Linked DNA regions of Sus scrofa: all the other regions are linked to region 1. A link is a contact called in public HiChIP or PLAC-seq data. All regions are on one chromosome and are shown on one strand. The core of a region is the stretch at or near the end of the contact, and the rest is flanking DNA. Distances in the headings are between cores, read along the strand shown.

Region 1 (3,072 bases), core at 568-3,067:
ATAAACACGGACGCTGTCTGATGATGCTCTGTGGTAAGGAGGAAAGCAGAGCAGGATGAAAGACAGGTTCTGGGCGGGTGTCCCAAGATTTTAAGACTTTTTTTGTTGTTGTCTTTTTAGGGCCGCATCCGCAGGCATATGGAAATTCCCAGGGCAGGAGTCAAGTCAGAGCTGTAGCTGCCAGCCTACACGGCAGCCACAGCCATACAGGATCCTTAACCCGCGGAGCGGGGCCAGGGATCGAACCCATGTCCTTGTGGATCCTAGTCAGGTTCGTTCCTGCTGAGCCACAACCAGGAACTCCAGATTTTAACACTTTTGAATTCAGTTTGGTCCGTACTAGATGCACAAATGAGGAAGCGGCTGTTTTATCCATCATTTTTACCAGAGTAAGAGTTCATGTTTCTGGTCCTTTCCTGATTGACAGTTTTAGAGGAGAACTTGTTGAGAAAGAATGAGAATAGCGTATGGACAGAAGAATTGCCACTGCCAGGGTAGAAAAGGGTTTAGAAAGGAAGTCCATTTGGGAAACGGATGGACTACTTAAAACACCATGTGGGGCAGGTCTCACCTTATGGAGCTGAACAGGGTGAGGTTTCAGTAAGGGTTGACCTGTGTCTCTAAGCAACTCCAAGTCCTAACTGAAAGCCCCGTGACGACGACAAGTCGTCTTCTCTGATGTTGACAAGGACTTCTCTGACCAGGGAGGACTTCTCTGACCAGGGAGGACTTCTCTGTCCAGGGAGGACATCTCTGACTAGAGGGGATTTCTCTCACGAGGCAGGGCAGGGAAGACAGTCCACCTCAGCCTTATAAAAGAAATCAAGCAAATGGTCCCACGTTTGCAAGCACGTGGTTGGTCACATATTCTCCGGGAAACACAATCCAAGCATCTTCACATAGCAGATGATAACAATAACATCATCAACAAAACAATAATAATTTATTAAATTTATTCAAATTCTAACAAAAATTTAAAGTGGCCCTTGCCTGCCTCTGGGCAGGACACCGTGAGTGCGGTCAGGTGCACTGCACGTGTCAAAGGTCACAGAGCGCACTCTTAGCATTGCTTTGCCTGGACCCTGTGTACAGAAGCAGGGTTGCTTTGGTCCCTGGGGTGCTGACCTCACCTTAATAACCCTGCCAGCATCAGCAATAAGGACTGGGCTACAGGCAGGTTTTCCAGCAGTGGGCTGCCTATATTGGACCAAGGTCATGTTCAGTCTTTAGGGTGAGGTATTCGCGAGCGAGGGATACCGTGCAGTCCGTGACTTCATCCCCAATCTGCATTTGGTGGAGGTTGAGGTATGTAAACAGAGCAACAAGCAAGCAAACAGCATTTAGGATCATGAAAGAGAGAGGTGGACTGGCTGGCTCATCAACAGAATCCCCCCTGCAGCTTCAGCGTCATTAGCCCAGCCCCGAGGATGGGGAAGGAATGTTTTTGGATAACCAGGCTGAGGTGAGAGATTGGAGGGCGACCATCTGCTGCTGTCAGGACCGCCGTAAGTACGGGAGCAGGAGCCTTGGCGAGGGCACCCGTGCATGTGTTCGGGAGCCGTGAGCGTCAGCTTGTGTGCCCGCGCTCAGCATCCCTGTGGGCGGTACACTTAATACCGGGCTTCTCTGTCCAGGAAAACGCTATCCCCTCCAAAGCCCGGAATGATTAAAATCCTGAAGTTTCTCACATCTGCTCTGAACGGCCTTGGGAGCCGTATTCGGCGTCTGAGCTTTCGGACCGTCCACGGCCCAGCAGGGCATCACTTGGTATTCCTGCAGCCAAAATCTCAGGGAGCACATGATTCTGAGAGGAGCCAGCGCACAGCAGGGCAGTGAGCCGACCGGCTGTGGGGTGGTCTCCACCCTCACTATTCAAGCCTCTTGCCTGAGTGTAACCAGAGCCCCTCAGAGACAAAGCAGCCGAGGTGCTTTTGCAGCTGGAAAATTCCCCCATGGCCTCCGTGCTGGGTTGTTCTCGCTCAGACCACCACCATGGACGTGGAAACTGAGTCAGGTCCAAAGAGGATGAACCAAACTCCTATTTAAGCCAAAAAAAAAAACAAAACAACAGTTGGCCCAGGGTTGCCTGGCTTTAAATGGACCATGACTAATGTTTTAAGCCTCAGCACTGGGGTGAACCCGGCCCCTACACTTAGCCTCACCTTTCACGGTGTTATTTTTAGAGATCTCCTTACACCCCAGCTTAAACTAAAAATACGTTTCCCAGGAATAGCAGAACCTAGTTTTAATTGCGCAGAGTGACACATCTGATGACATATGATGCTTCATGCATTTGATAGCTGCTGAGGATCAAGGGGGTGGGGGGTGTTGCTAGATTTCATCTTTCAGGAGCAGCAACTAGACTGCCTTTGGGGCTGTGGGCTCCATTAGCTTCTTCTGGGCTGGAGCTGTTGCCACCAACGATGCTTTGGTGTGACATCACTTGGTGTGACTTACACAGAAACCCCGCTCATGAGAAGATACCTCCAAGTCTCATCCAACCCTGATGTGGCCTCCCTGCCCACACACCCAGGGCTTGGAAGGAAGGTCCTGCAGTACAAGACCTTTGGGGTCTGACCATTTGGCAGCTGGCGCTTCACCGTGTCCCTCTACCTCCGTGACTTCAGGCAAGTTATTGCCCTTCCTGAGTCTGATTTCTCAGGAGGATTGTAGGGATAATGGGAAATCATGTGTGTACAAAGCAGAACCCGCATCAACTATCACCTTATTCTTTTTTAACTTAACTTGCTTATATAGGAGTCCAGTCTGTTGGGACACTTGTGGATCCCTAAAGGCACATGTGGGACACGTGGTGTGGTGATGTAGAGCCTGAGGAAGATGCACATGGGGACACAGATGGCCTGGGGGCAGCATGGCACGTTACGCTGGACGCTGGAGCCACCAGCAAGGGAGCGCTTGATCGTGGAGGAAGAAAGTCTCTTGCATTCAAACTGGTCCTTAGAGGATTTCTCTTTTGGAGTCCCCACTGTGGCTCAACAGGTTGAGGGCCCGACACTGCGTCCGTGAGGATTCAGGTTCCATCCCTGGCCTCGCTCAGTGGGGTAAGGATTG
Region 2 (2,700 bases), core at 111-2,610, 190 kb after region 1:
CCAGGGGGCTGCTGCATCTCCCACCCCCCTGCTCCATCAGAGGTGAGAGGTAATACACCCCCCCATCTCTACCATACCCCCCACCCCCGCCCAGAACTTGCCAGTGATTCATCTTCGTTTCCTAGGATGAAACAACCTTGCAGGTGCCCTGAACACTAACTGAGGAAGCTGGTGTCCCTAAGGTGCCACCCTGCCCTGCCCCTCCATCCAGGAGCCAGCAGTACCTGGAGGAAAACGGCGGAAGAGCAGAGAGTGGATGGTAAAAGTTTACAAAGCTCGGGAGGGACCAGGGCTGGGCTGACCCAAGCAAAACGAAAGGACTGGTGGGACTGGCGGGGCGCACCTCCATCCGAGGCCCCTCCTCTGGGCGGAACTCCCCCTCTGCCGTCTGGCCGCTGGATCTGCAATCCTCTGGGGTTCTGATTGGTGCGCATTCATTCAGAGATGTTCAGCCCCTCTGGCAAACACCCTGCCCTTTGCATCCATATTTTACAGGTGAGCGCAGAGCGCTAAGGCTTTGGTGGAAGGTCATTTCCAAGGTCAAAGGGCTAGCTCGTGGCAGAGCTGGAAAACAGGACTGTTGGGCCTGAAGCCACCCTTTTACCCCTGTACCTCCCTTTCTAAACCCACCTGGGAGGCACTTTGCAGTAGAGTCTACAGAGTGTGGAGAAGAGTGGCGAGAGGATTGTGAACTTGCCTGAGGGCCAGGAAATCCAAAAATCCCCTTGCAGTGGCGTTAGAGGCCGGGGCGGGGGGGGGGGGGGGGGGGGGGTGCCGGCGGAGGGTCTGGGGAGTAGTCTGGCCCCATCACCATGACAACATGCAACCCGACTTCCTCTCTTGGTGTGATCGTCACTCTGCTCACCCTCTAACAAGGACCCCGGCGAGGAAAGCCATCCCTATTCTAACTGGTGAAACACTGAGGCTCAGAGACGTGGCGAGGTGCGGGGAAGAGCCAACAGACGATGGGAACGGTCTTTGCAGGACAACTGCGCATTTATGAAACCGTCACGGCAGAAGAACATCCGTGCCAGATCCCGGGCCCATGGCTGGGCCCAGCTGCCTCCCATTCTCTCCTGAGGCCAGGCCTGCTGCGAGGTTTCATTACATTGCGTGTTTTTATCATTTGATATCTGTAGCCAGATGCCTGTAGGCAATAAATGCCCTTCTCCATCAGTTGAAGCAAAAAAATGTACCTGCCATGGCTGTATTTGCTTCACTGGGCCGCTGACTTATTTTAAGAACTAAATCTTGCCTGTTACTATATTTTTCACTCTGGGGTGCGTGTGCTCCAGGACCGACAGTGATAACTTACACCCAAGGCAGAGCTTCCTCTCGCGCGAGAACGTAGCGCCACCTAGTGTCCACTTGCTCCACCGCAACCAAAAGAAATAACAGCGGTAACCTTGACAAAGTTTGCGCTCTCAAGAACTTCTTACACGCATTTTTCTCTTCTCACATAACGGAGCTTGCCTGCAGCAGTATATTCGTCTTATTTTTAAGATAAATAAGTTAAGACACGAGGCTCCAGCAAGAAAGCTGAGTAAGTTTTCCACTTGCCAACCCGGGGGGAGGGGGGGGTCATACTTTCCAACTTGGGTGGCTGTCATTTATAAACGATGAGCTCATGAGAGACGAGGGCTCATGCAACGCCCAGGTGCCCAGAACACCACCGCGCAGGAAGGCAGCCCTCCCGCGGGACCTGATGCAATCGTCTTGGCTTTATTTAGCCTTTCGTACCAGCGTCTCTACGCTCTCGGGGCAGGCTTATCCTCACAGCACCCTTAAGGGGTATAGATCTCAGTGTGGGGGGTTTCCGTTGTGCTAACAAAACCAGTATCCATGAGAATGCAGGTTCAATCCCCGCCCTCCCTCCGTGGGTTAAGGATCCAGCTCCTGCGTGAGCTGTGGTGTAGGTCGCAGGGGGGAATCTCAGGGTTATTAGTATTTTGTTTTAGGGCCGCACCTGCGGCATAGGGAGGTTCCCAGGCTAGGGGTCAGATCAGAACTGCAGCTGCCTGCCTACACCCCACCACAGCAACGTGGGATCCTTAACCCACTGAGTGGGGCCAGGGATCAAACCCACATCCTTGCAGATACTCGTCGGGTTCGTTACCCCACGAGCCACAATGGGAACTCCATCAGCGTTATTAGATGCAGGTTCCCACAAGAACTCACTTCCTCTGCAGCAGTGAGGGTAGATGTGGGACTGCCCACAGCCCCCTAAACTCAGTGCCTCTTTGCCAGTGCAAGAACCAAATCCATCACCCCAACACCATCCAACAGTTCTGACCTTCAAGCTCCTAATTCTTTTCAGATATCCAGAGTAGGGTCTCTCCATCTTGGTACCACTGGGTTGAATGGGCTGGGGGGGCTCCGTCCTGTACACTAGGAATGGTCAGCAGCGAACCTGGTCTCTACCCACTAGGTGGCAGTAGCGTCCCTCTCCCCATGAAGACGATCGGAATAGCTCCAGGCCCCGCCAAATGTTCCCTGGGGGTCCAAACCCAGCACTGGTTGAGACCCACTCTTCTAGAAGGCAGGTACACAGAAATGTAAAAATAAAAATACTACTAGTGATAACAACTACTGCTCCTGCTACCATTTAAAAGGCACGAATCAGGAGTTCCACTGGGGCACAATGAGTTAAGATCTGACTACAGCGGCTCGGGTCACTGCAGAGGTACAGGTGTGACCCTT
Region 3 (2,976 bases), core at 48-2,547, 210 kb before region 1:
TCGTCCTTCCACCTCAAGTCAGAGGCTGGAAAGAAAATTAAGTGGTTAGAGAATGCTCCTTCGCCACTCCAGGGGCAATTAACACCCCCTTCGCAACACAGCGCACTAACAAGCCCCAGACGTTTAAAACCGCCGCAAAGCATCCCAACGAACCTCATTTTTTCTTCACCCCCAATCCGAGTAAACTGCAGAGAGAGTAAACGCACAGGGCAGCGTGAGCCAACAGCCAGAACCCTTCAACCTCACCTGCTGGGGCTCCTCGGTGAGCATCGCAACACACACACACATTCACACTTACACCACCTTACACTCCTGGGCTCTCAGGAGGAGCCGCGGTGACTTCCACTTACTTCATAAATAAGTGTAACCCTCCACCATCTGGCGCTCAGCTTCAGCTACGGATTCGCGCATTCAGCCCTCATTCACTTGGCTTCATTGATCTCCAGCAGCAACATAGTTACTTTCTCTTTTGCTACACTGTAAATGTAAGGTTCTGAGAGGGCGGGCCGGCTGCCGACCGACGGTGCGTCGGTCCAATAGGAACCCGGAGAAAGCGGACCGATACTTCGCCGCAACCCGTGGCCAATGGGCGCCCGAAGGGGGCGGGTCCTGGGCGTGGCTTTGTCTGTTTAAGGAGGGTTTATCCGACGCCTCTTCGGGCCAGCAGTGTTAGAACACGGGCGGTGATGTCATTGGCAACCAATCAAAAACTTAAAAGGGCCAACTGGGGCCCGCGCGGAGCAGCTGCTCTCTATTTACATGTAAACCAAACCAGCAGGATGCAGTTAACCCTTTCCAGGGCTGAATTGTCAATGGGCTAGACTCGCCGCTTCGATTAAAACTGGCTCTGCCCGCTTGGCGGGATCCTCGTACACCTCCTCACCCGGGAACAAACCACGCAATTTATATTCCCTTCTTACTCTGGACGGATGAGCAAATGTGTTGGAGTAACTTTCTTAAGGCAAGAGGCAACGAGAATGATCACTGTCCCCACTGGGAAAAACGGGTTCTCCGATTCGTTCGAGGTGACTCGATAAACCCAGGATTCAACGACATCGCCAATGCACCCACCCGCCAAGGACTTGAGCGCGCAGCCTGGGGCGTCGCCTCTTCCGTGCCCGGGGCCATGCGCTGGGCACCCGGGCTCCAGCGCTGCTGGTGAACTGTCCGTCCGTCCAGTGGCAGTGCTCGAGGCCGCCCCGCTCGGCCCCGAGCAGCCAGGAAGCATCGGCCGCCCGCCCGCAGATGTCGCTGCCCCTCCGGCTGCCCTGCTACCCTGCGCGGCGATGGCGCGGCGCCCTCTGGCTCGTCTACATCTGTGCCCCGGTCACGCCCCCGCTTCCCCCGCCTGCCTCCCAGGGCTCGACACAGAGCCCTAAGGCAACGCTGCGGAGGGCTGCGCGGAGGCGGTGGCTTGGGCCGGAAGCCACAGGGGGCTCGCCCTAAAGAGGAGGCACGGGTGCCACCCCCTAGGCCCGGCGTCTGGGGACTCGCCTGGCGCCCGCGCCTTTCCTCAGGCCGCCCGCGCCCTCCTCCCACCCGGACCCCAGGAGTCCGGGCGCTGCGCCCCGCAGAACCGCGCGCGGGTCACTGGCCTGCAGCCCGCCTTCCCCGCGCGCCTCGCATTCGCCCGCCACCCCGAAGGGCCGCTGGCGTGCCAAGGACCGCCAGCCTGGCGCTTCTAGAACAGCCGCGGCTGGCGGAAAAGGGCCGGGGTTGGGTGTATATACGCAGACTGAGTGTGGACCGCGGAGCGCATGGAGGCGCCGCCGCCCCCTGGGTTCTCCCGACTTTCGCCGCCGCAGGAATGGTCGGCGGCCGAGGAGCGCGGCGGAGCCAAAGATGGGAAGCGGTGGAGGCGAGCTGGCCTGCGCACGGTCAGGAAAACATGCACTAAAGTCTTGGGATATGCAAAGAAGTGAAGATGACGAGAGGAACTGAGCGGAGTTTGCGTGAAAGAACTCTAAAGAAAGAGAGCTCCCACCCCACCCCACCCGCGCATCCCTCTCCAGTCTCAGAGAGGCGGGGCGGGAGGAGGTGAAAGAAATGATTACGATGGAGTAATACATTATGAGCACTATAGAATATTTGGCTATGATTTTCTCTCTTACCAGGCTGAAGGTGTCTGAAGATATCAGGCTTAAGGGCTAAAAATCAAGCTAAGTGGCAGCGACGACATATTCATGTCTTTGCTTCAAGTGCAGATCTGAAATCTGAAGATGCCAAACCCTGGCCTGATGGCCAGCTATGCTCAGTGAGCTGAGAGATTGCTTTCCATATCTCTCTCTTCTCTTCTCCCCCCTCCTCTCCCCTCCCCTCCTAGCTATAACTATATCTATTTTATATAGATATATATATATTTACACACAGTCCAGGTTTCACAAGTGTTTCAGTCTGAAGTAAGTGCATGCAGTCATCTTAAATAGGAAAGGGTTTTTGTATCCTACTCTGCCCACACACCAACACATACACTCTACCCCTTAATAACTAGTGAGCTAGTGAGTGGTTGGGGCACACCATTTCAGCTGGTGCTGCCCAGCAAAGGTGGGTTCTAGGTAATTTCCAAAGAAATCAGAAAAGAAGTTGCCAGAGGGGCTACCCTGGATCTATTTGGAGCTTCTTCTTTTTTTTTTTTTTTTTTTTTTTTTTTTTGCTTTTTAGGGCCACATCTGCGACAAATGGAAGTTCCCAGGCTAGGGGTTGATTTGGAGCTGCAACTAGTGGCCTATGCCACAGCCACAGCCATGCCAGATCTGAGCTGCATCTGCACCCTATACCGCAGCTCATGACAACACTAGACCCTTAACCCACTGAGCGAGACCAGGGATCAAACTTGAGTCCTCATGGGTACTAGTCGGATTTGTTTCTGCTGAGCCACAACGGGAACTCTGTAAACAGCCTTTTGTATGAAACCCAGAAGGGGAAAGTAACTTCAAAAAGAAATGTAATTCATTTAATGAGATGATTATTTTTATT

What was found. HiChIP or PLAC-seq counts read pairs in DNA pulled down with a chosen protein or histone mark.
Region 2: an H3K27ac HiChIP or PLAC-seq map of skeletal muscle shows a contact between it and region 1. The contact joins two enhancer-like sites. A contact is called at or near these places in 2 of 47 Hi-C or Micro-C datasets (both in skeletal muscle) and 1 of 2 datasets of contacts at active chromatin or transcription factors (skeletal muscle).
Region 3: an H3K27ac HiChIP or PLAC-seq map of skeletal muscle shows a contact between it and region 1. The contact joins the promoter of DUSP10 here to the enhancer-like site in region 1. A contact is called at or near these places in 6 of 47 Hi-C or Micro-C datasets (embryonic fibroblasts, fetal heart ventricle, heart right ventricle and 2 more) and 1 of 2 datasets of contacts at active chromatin or transcription factors (skeletal muscle).

Annotation. Positions count from the first base shown.
Region 1 is chr10:11,110,619-11,113,690 of Sscrofa11.1, forward strand. The region is part of intron 5 of LOC110255736; the gene reads right to left. Among named protein-coding and RNA genes, the nearest start is that of TRNAT-UGU, 200 kb to the right of the region's middle. Within about 2 kb of position 1,818, at least 2 of the 83 cell types and tissues checked have an H3K27ac peak or open chromatin away from gene starts, as enhancers often do. A contact at or near this core is called in skeletal muscle, where this site is marked.
Region 2 is chr10:11,302,006-11,304,705 of Sscrofa11.1, forward strand. All of the region lies in intron 2 of LOC110255736, which reads right to left. Among named protein-coding and RNA genes, the nearest start is that of TRNAT-UGU, 10 kb to the right of the region's middle. Within about 2 kb of position 1,361, at least 27 of the 83 cell types and tissues checked have an H3K27ac peak or open chromatin away from gene starts, as enhancers often do. A contact at or near this core is called in skeletal muscle, where this site is marked.
Region 3 is chr10:10,904,555-10,907,530 of Sscrofa11.1, forward strand. It overlaps DUSP10 (dual specificity protein phosphatase 10), which reads right to left and starts at 1,298. Exons shown (of 4, transcript XM_003130510.5): 1 at 351-1,298.